Regions from separate parts of the Sus scrofa genome. Here region 1 is linked to region 2. A link is a contact called in public HiChIP or PLAC-seq data. All regions are on one chromosome and are shown on one strand. The core of a region is the stretch at or near the end of the contact, and the rest is flanking DNA. Distances in the headings are between cores, read along the strand shown. Region 1 overlaps SAMD4A (protein Smaug homolog 1). Region 2 overlaps SAMD4A (protein Smaug homolog 1).

The links. HiChIP or PLAC-seq counts read pairs in DNA pulled down with a chosen protein or histone mark.
Region 1: a contact with region 2 is called in an H3K27ac HiChIP or PLAC-seq map of skeletal muscle. The contact joins two enhancer-like sites. A contact is called at or near these places in 2 of 47 Hi-C or Micro-C datasets (embryonic fibroblasts and fibroblasts) and 1 of 2 datasets of contacts at active chromatin or transcription factors (skeletal muscle).

Annotation. Positions count from the first base shown.
Region 1 is chr1:183,948,099-183,952,496 of Sscrofa11.1, reverse strand. The region is part of intron 2 of SAMD4A (protein Smaug homolog 1); the gene reads right to left. Among named protein-coding and RNA genes, the nearest start is that of SAMD4A, 35 kb to the right of the region's middle. Within about 2 kb of position 2,651, at least 4 of the 83 cell types and tissues checked have an H3K27ac peak or open chromatin away from gene starts, as enhancers often do. A contact at or near this core is called in skeletal muscle, where this site is marked.
Region 2 is chr1:184,118,921-184,122,888 of Sscrofa11.1, reverse strand. SAMD4A (protein Smaug homolog 1) reads right to left here. Exons shown (of 13, transcript XM_021102232.1): 10 at 1,501-1,702. Among named protein-coding and RNA genes, the nearest start is that of GCH1, 140 kb to the left of the region's middle. Within about 2 kb of position 2,683, at least 31 of the 83 cell types and tissues checked have an H3K27ac peak or open chromatin away from gene starts, as enhancers often do. A contact at or near this core is called in skeletal muscle, where this site is marked.

The DNA.
Region 1 (4,398 bases), core at 1,402-3,901, 170 kb after region 2:
CAAACCCTAATGGGCAAATGAATCACCAGGGGGTCTTGTTAAAATGCATATGCAGATGAGGGGGGTTACATTTCTGCCAAGGCAGGCAATGTCCATGCTGCTGGTCCCCTGTCTGCACCTGAAGTAATGAGGACCTAGACATTTGGTCTGACAGACATGATGACTGTCTTGAGTGTCCAAACCATCTCAATCCCAGCTCCTCTGAGGCTGCAAAGGTTCCTGTTCGTGGGAGTCTCAAGTCACTCCCATGAGAACCAATTTGTATGCTGCAAATAAACCCCCATTTCCTCAAGCCAGCTCACGCTGGTTTCTGTTTCATGTACCCAGAAAAGACCTGACTAGAACAGACACAAATGGAAGTATCTTCATTCCTGAAAGCCAGTGTCAGAGCCATTCTGCTTTAAAAGGGGGGATGGGATGGAGTTTCCGTTGTGGCTCAGTGGTTAACAAATCCAACCAGGAACCATGAGGTTGCAGGTTCGATCCCTGCCCTTGCTCAGTGGGTTGACGATCTGGCGTTGCCATGAGCTGTGGTGAAGGTTGCAGTTGCAGCTTGGATCCCGCATTGCTGTGGCTCTGGAGTAGGCCGGCAGCTGTAGCTCCAATTAGACCCCTAGCCTGGGAACCTCCACAGGCTGCGGGAGCAGCCCTAGAAAAGGCAGAAAGACAAAAAAAAAAAAAAAAAAAAAGGGAAGGGGAATGGGTGTCTTCTAGCAATAGGCAAACACATTATTCTAAGTTTAAAATAATATAGCAGTACATGGATGCACTTCCCCTTTGAATAGCAATTTTCCACTTAATCCTAAGGGAGTGGTCCAGACCTTGGAAAGATGTTCCACGTAAAGGGGATGCTAATTCCATGTTTCCCTAAGCTATGAGCTCTCTCTCCCACATCCCTCTTCTCATCCCACAAGCCTCCCTGGGTCCTGCTGTCTCCACCTTGCTTTCCCCTTCTTTTTTTATTTATATATATTGTTTTCCCTGATAGTCTCTCCACCATTCTTGCCGGATGCCTTTGGAGTTTTCTCCCACTTCCAATGACCAAGAACCATCACCTTATCCTAAAGTCTTTAAGTCACTCTAACCAGGCAACCCCAGTACTCATATCAGATCTTACGTACAGTGCATGAGGGTGTCTGAGTTTTATCTCCAAGTCATAAGCCTTGGTTGCTGCTTAAAAAAGCAACTCCTCACCCATATATGACCTTCAACGAAAAGATGCTTTATGAATTCTAACACTGAAGCCTCCTGGGGAGCCCTGGCCCCTGAAGTCCACTAGCCATTTATTCCAGCTCTTAAACTGTCCCTGAGAGAAGTGATGGCTCTTTGATTTACATGAAAATAAAAATATTTGCGCAATGGGCTTTGTAACTCGAAACTATAAAAATGGTTCCCGGCTTCAGCTGAGGATCATATTCCTTTTTCACTCATATTCCTGTTTTTTAATCCCCATCCAAATGTGAAGGAAACAAAAATAAAGAATTTCAGAGGGAAGCAAGAGACTTAACACCAAAGACCAATCAATAACGTGACTATGACAATAATACAAGCAATGCCACTTTATTTATCATCTGAACTCTACCTACTTCCATAAAGGATTTAAAATGGCTTAAAATAAACACATGTACAGGATCGTTGAAGTAAAGAAAAGAAGAACTAATCCACATGGAAGAAAGAGGAGATAACCACCAGGAAATAGAGATGAGAGGTACTGTAACGAAGCACTAATTTTGGCTCTCCACTTAGGAGACCACAGCTAAAAAGGAAACATGATAGGTTAGGAATTCTCAATTTCATCAACATGGAAGCAGATGGATCTGTCAGGAGAGATGGCCCATTTTCTCTGGCCGAGCTCAAAGAATTTATGGCATCGTCCCTCCATAAACTAAGCTCAGAAATAAGGAAGGGCGACCTCAGCTGAAGCCCAGTGGCCATTTCCTCCTTCGACTGTTGATAGAAGGCAAAGTCCAGATGCTGCAACTCAACTCTGCTGGTAAAGGCACATCTGTGCACAGCTGAGTTAGCATAGTCTAAGCAAGCTGGATCCTGGGACTAACATGGTAAAATGATAGCTCTTGGAGAACATGGAGTAACTGATAACCAACTTGCCCTGCAAACTGCTTTCCTCGCGAAGGATGAAGGTTGCTGATGGCATGTCAAGTGCAGTGTGTGGGTCCTGAGGGCTGATGTTCTGTTAGGAAACCAAAGGACCCTCCCTGACTTGAAATCTTACCACGAAAGGGGCTCTACAATAGCTCCTACAGGCTAGCCCCATATTATTTGTCAGTGGTAGACTTTTAATAAGCTACACACGTTAAACCAGTTACTTGAGAGATACCAGCCCTAATTAGATCCTGGGCGACAGAGAGAACTCACACTAGTCTAGAAAGTTAAGTGCAGGGGTTCTCTGGTGGCTCACTCAATCACAGAACAGCAGAGCACAGTTCCAGCAGAATAACAAGTTCTGAAAGAAATGATATCCTGTTGACAGTTCACCAGATTCCAAGCAGCTGGGTCAATGGAAGTACTGGATAAACGTAACACAGATATTTTTAGGAACAATCAGAAAAACAAAACCCCTAACAACAACAACAACAAAATCCTGGATAATATCTTCCAAAGAGCCTGACTTCAGGTGTGGGGCACTTAATGCTGCGCTATTATTTCATAAGTAGCTGCCTCACCAGACTGCCTGGGTTTATGACAGTGATGTATACAGAGGAGGGGCCCGGCTTCCCTTTGGTCTGGCACAAACCAGGCATTTCACTGGCCTAAAAACGGAAAAGGGACATTCAGCTATAATTTAAGAAAGAAGGAAGGTCAGAACATGGCTTTGCTTCCTGAATTTTAAAATTGAAATTTGATCTGCCAAAAGGTTGTTATTACTCAGCCCAGTCTGGCCTTAGGAAATGATGTGGTACAAGGTTTGGAGTAGAATTAAGTAGGATCTGGGAGTATGCAGGAATACAGGTCTCTTTTCTCCAAGATCCAAGACTACAAGTCCATAAAGTCTCCTGAAATTTTTATTTCACATGAAGAAGCCCCAGTATTTTAAGAAGAAAAGAGGCACAGAGCTTTAAGGGGATGTCTACTCAACCAGTCCATCTATAATTTGAGGAGTAATCAGAAGGAACTCTACCTGAAAAATTTACAAGTAGTATTACTATTGTTATTGATGATACCTGTTTATTTGTATACTGTTTTGTAGTTTCCAAAGTACTAAGGTATTTTCACCTAGGGTATTATCTCATTTAATTCTTATAATAGTGTGAGGCAATGATGGTATTTTTTTCTCCACTGATAGATGGAAAGATTAAAACGAGCCAAGGTCGTATAGACAGAGAAATACCTGGTCCAGAAATAAAGCTCAGTTCTTCTGATTCTAAATCTTTTATCATCAAAAGTGAAGCCTATTTCTCTCAATACAATCCAAGCACTAAAAAAAAAAAAATTCTTATCCTTCAAAGAAAAAAATTTTTCATGCAAAATTTGTGAACTCTACATAAACTGATGAATGGATAAACAAGAGGCAGTATTTTCATACAATGGGAAATTAGCTATAAAAAAAGAATGGAGTACTGATACATGCCGCAACATGGGTGAACCTTGAAAACATACTTAATGAAACAAGCCAGGCCACAAATGGCAGGATTGCATTTACATTAAAAGCCATTTATATTAAAAATAGGACAACAGAAACAGCAAGTAGATTAGTGACTGCCTGAAGTTAAGGGTAGGCACAAAGAATCTTTTAGAGGGTGATGAAAATATTCTAAAATTGGATTGTGGTGATGGTTGCACAACCCTGTACATTTGCTTAAAAAAAATCACTGAACTGTACACTTTAAAGTGGGTGAACTTTTGAACATGTAAATTTCACTTCAAAGAATCTGTAAAAAATAAATAAATAAATATTCACCATTAAAAAAAAAAACAAAACAAAACTCGTAGGCTCCAATAATTTTACCTATAGTTTTAAAAAGATGATTTAAGGTGATGAGATTATTTATAATGATGGCACCGGTAGATACAAAATTCAGTGTGTTCCTGTCATAAATATGTAACAGTTGGCTTTATGTTGGGTTATATATGCCCATATTTGAGTCCTCACTTATTCAAAAAGTAGCTATTACTACAGATATCTAGGGCAGTATGACAATAGAAATTAAAGGTCTTAAAAACAGGTATACTAATTGGGCATGTCTATCAAAATGTCAATGTGCATTACCCCAGCAATTCTAGAAATTTATGCTAAAGAAATCAGGATAAGTGCATAAAAATGTGAGGAACAGGATGTTCCTGACAGTGTTGTTTATATTAATAATTACGGGTTATTTATTTTCTTCTCTGCTTTGCCCTGATTTATTTTTTGCCATGAGCTTGTGTTTCCTTTAAAAA
Region 2 (3,968 bases), core at 1,434-3,933:
GGGGACGGGACCAGGCCACCAGCCAGAATCTAGGAGGCAAATCCCTTGGGAGACCTCTCTGCTAACTTCTGGAAAAGGGCTTATAGGCCTGAGCCATGTGTCGGCTTACTTAGGGAGGGGGGTTTTAGATTCCATTCATTTTCTTTAACACCCTCCCCTCCCCAAGCCCTCAGCCCCAGGCTCCTCTTGAAGCCTTAGCTTAATCTGGACATGCATCTCCTTCGCTACCTCCAAAACTCTTTTTATCCCTTCTGTTGCCTTTGCTTTTCCTCTCACTTTTCTAGGAAATGGGGGGAGTTCTATAAATGTCTGCAATGAAGACTATTTCAGGGCTCTCATTTGATTTTCTTTTTGAGATTCTTACAATTTACTACAAAGCGAGGAGGAGAAAAAAGAACGCTCAGCTGGCAACAAGCTGGCACAACTCAGCTGGTGTGTTTCTTATGGCGCGGGTGTCCTAGTGGTGATTTCCTCTTGGACGGGTGTGGGGGCTTCCTGCAGCGGTCAGGGCGTGGGGGCTTTCTCCTACCCTGTGCTGCTTCCTTGGGGGAGTGAATCCTGCCTATTTCCTGTTTTTAAACCAAGCTGTCAACCCTCAGCTTCTCATGACAACCTCAGACCCACCTGTGTTCTTCTGACCCCAGCCCCAAATGGCAGATCCCCACGAAGCTGGTGCTGGGTGGGGTGGGGGAAGGGACAAATGGGTCGAGGAGCCAGGGGACAGAGGTCAGCTCTAAGCCACACAGCAAGAACCCCTAGGCAGCCTGGCCTTGATGGACTGGGAATGTTTCAACTCTCCCTCTGACAGCCTCTCTCAGGCTCCTTCCTGTGGCTTCTCTACCACAGCTGGGATCTTATTTGCCTCAGATGAAAAGGCTAAGAAAGCTTCTTAAATGCTCAGGCTCTTCTGGAAGCCAAATCTGGAAGGTGGTGGGATCTGCTGGGACAGGTCAAGGATCAAGGCAAAGAAGAACTAGGTCTGTGAGGCAGGGATAAATTAGGAATTTAGGAGTAACATACACACACTGCTACTCATAAGATAGACAAACGACAGGGACCTACTGTGTAGTACAGGGAACTCTACCCAATACTTTGTAATAACCTATATGGGAAAAGAATCTGAAAGAGAATATATAACACTGAATCACGTTGCTGTACATCTGAAACTAACAGAACACTGTAAATCAACTATACTTCAACAAAAATTGATTAGAAAAGAAAGAAGCCGTAGGTCTTGCATTTCTTCCTACAGGCTCCATGTGCAGGACCCCCACCGTTAAGGTGGTCATAGAGCATCCTAAAGAAATCCCTGGGAAGCCAGGTGCCACCACGGCCTTGCTTTATCCCCAGTGAAATGGTGCAAAGAGCCTCTGAGGCACAGGGACAACTGTCCTCGGTGGAGGGTCCCACCCCCAGGCCACTCCCCTCGCCTTGGGGTCATTATCTGCTGAGATGTCCTGAGCCTGGCTGGCCCACCCTCTTCCCCGGGGAGGAGCAGACCTGTCTTCCTTGTTTCATGATGGTGGGGTTGGCTGCGGTGTTGCGCTGCGTGGAGCTGACGAAGCCACTGGTGCCCAAGAGGCCAAGGCGGGCGGAAGGGACATTCCGGGCAGGGATCTGGTACTGGCGTGGGTTCCGTCTGCCCATGCCACTGCCCACAGAGCCGGCCGTCGGGAGTGAGTTGGACTGTCCAAAGCCACGACTGTGAAATCAAGCAGAGAAGAACCAAGGCCATCAGTCATCCTCAGCCCTTCCCAGCCCCTAGGTGCCTCCTTGGGGTGGGCTCACATTTTGATAGTTATGAGGACTATGGGGGTCAGGGCTCTATGACTGAAATGACAGCTTAATCTGAGCACTAATAGCACTGGGACTCTACGGTGATTCTGCAATCCTCCTGACAACCCGAGGAAGCAGGCATTCTATCCCTTTTACAGCTGAAGTAAAACAGAGAGCTTAATAATTTCCAGAGGTCACACAGCCATTAGGGTGCAGTGCTGGAATATGAGCCCAGTTTCACCAGTGGGATCTCCTTCTTCCGCTGTGTCACATGCCCTGAGCCCTCACGGGCCCAGCCTGAGGCCACACAGCAAGAAAGCGCAGCGCCAGCACCAGTGCCCCTTCCATCAGACCAAAGTCTGTTTCTCAGGTCTGGGTGGGCAGCCGACTTGCAGGAAGTGGCCTTTGAGCATAAGCTCCCCAAGAAAAAAGACGGCATCTGTCCTCATCAATCCCGAGGGGCCCATGCTTGGATAGGCTGCTGGCAGTACATGCAGGTTGAATGAATGAATGACTCGGTCTCTGCCGTCATGATTGCCTCTCCGAATAGAGGAGCAGACCCCACATTGGGGGCTCAGACTGCCAGGCTAAGACGAGGGATATGAGGATGAAGATGATGATGTTGGCAAGCGTTTTGGGCCCAGGACAGTGACCGTTCCCGGTGTCTCAGGCCCTTCCTGCATGAAGACCCTGGTTACACGCTTCGCCTGGGTCTGCGCAGGGAGGTGGCCGGGGACCCCTGGCATCAGGCTTGGACACTCTGCTCCCATTGGTCTGATGACCTCAGCGCCGAAGAACTCTTCCCCTGCAGCAGGGAGGGAGCACGGCAGCCAGCAGGGTTTCAGGAACCAGCACATTCTTTCCAAGAAGAGTCAGCTTTAGTCATTCACTGCTTTTTAAATCGAAATGCTTTACCTCCAATGGCCACAAGATGGAACAGACTTGCCTTGCACAGGGGCAAGTCACACAGGGGAGGTATGCACCAAGCCTGTGTGGAGACTCTGGGAGACAGGGCTGACGTAGTTTAACCAGAAGGTGGGGAGGGGGCTGCTGCCAAACAGTTATTTCCCGGGAAAAAGAGAGTTTTGCGTGGCGGGGGGTGGGGGGAGGCGGTGGAGAGGGGAGGGGGCGGAGCATCATCAGTACAGTTATCTCAGAAAATGTTTCTTTCCTCCCCAGAATTCCTACATTTCCAAGGAAGTGGGGGGCGGGGAAGAGAATTCCACAGTGAACTGGTGGCAACTGATTGTTGGGCTTGTGTTTTTCCACTTCTTTCCAGGCTTTTGTAGCCAAGGGGTTCCCAGTTCTGGTCAGAGGCTCATCGACTCCCAGGGTCTGGGTCTCTCTGTTTATCTTATCCTTCCTCTCACTTTTCCCTTCTCTTCCCTCCTTCTTTTGCTAAGGTTTAAAATGTTTGGTTTGAAAGAAGAAATTTGAGGCAAGAGGAATAGGAGTAATTTCACGTAATGGGAGAGTCCTCCTTTGGAGTATGGACAAGGTGACAGGTGGAGACAAGGATCACGTGGTGTTTTTTATTTTATTTTATTTTTTAACTATGAAAACTTGTTTAATTTTTGGACTCAGAATTTTGGTCACCTGGTAGATGATTCAGTATTCTGCTAAGATTTTTCCTTATTTAGTGCAGATAGCTTTTTGGCTCATTTTCCTTTTTGGTTGGATTTTTAAAAGTTATTTCATATGCAAAAACAGAGCAGTCAAGGAGTGATGCTAAAGTGATCTGTGCTTCCAGGAAGGCAAGACAGTTTTCCTAAGCAATATAACATGGGCAGGGGACTCTGCTATGGGACACTTAGCCATGGGAGAAAGGTAGACTCCTAACGTTAGGACTCATGGAGCTGATGGTAGAGCCCAGAGTGTTTTGGGAATGACCTGGATGGAGGGAGAATTTGGTTAGGCCATCTTTCTAATGATGGTGGGACCCCACTGTGCTGCCTTTAGTTGGTTATTACAAAGCCAGACTTGTTGAGGGTTGTCACTGCTGGTAACCAGAGTGAATGCCTAAGTCACTTAAGATCACTGGACTTAATGAAATAATCATTCTTTCTGGAGAGAGAACAAAATGGCAAAAGTAAGTTTTCATTTTTCTTTCTCTTGCTCAGCCCATCTGTGTCTTTCTCTGCTTTCCTAAATCTAACGAACTGATTTCATTACCTTGAAATGCATGAAAAGGC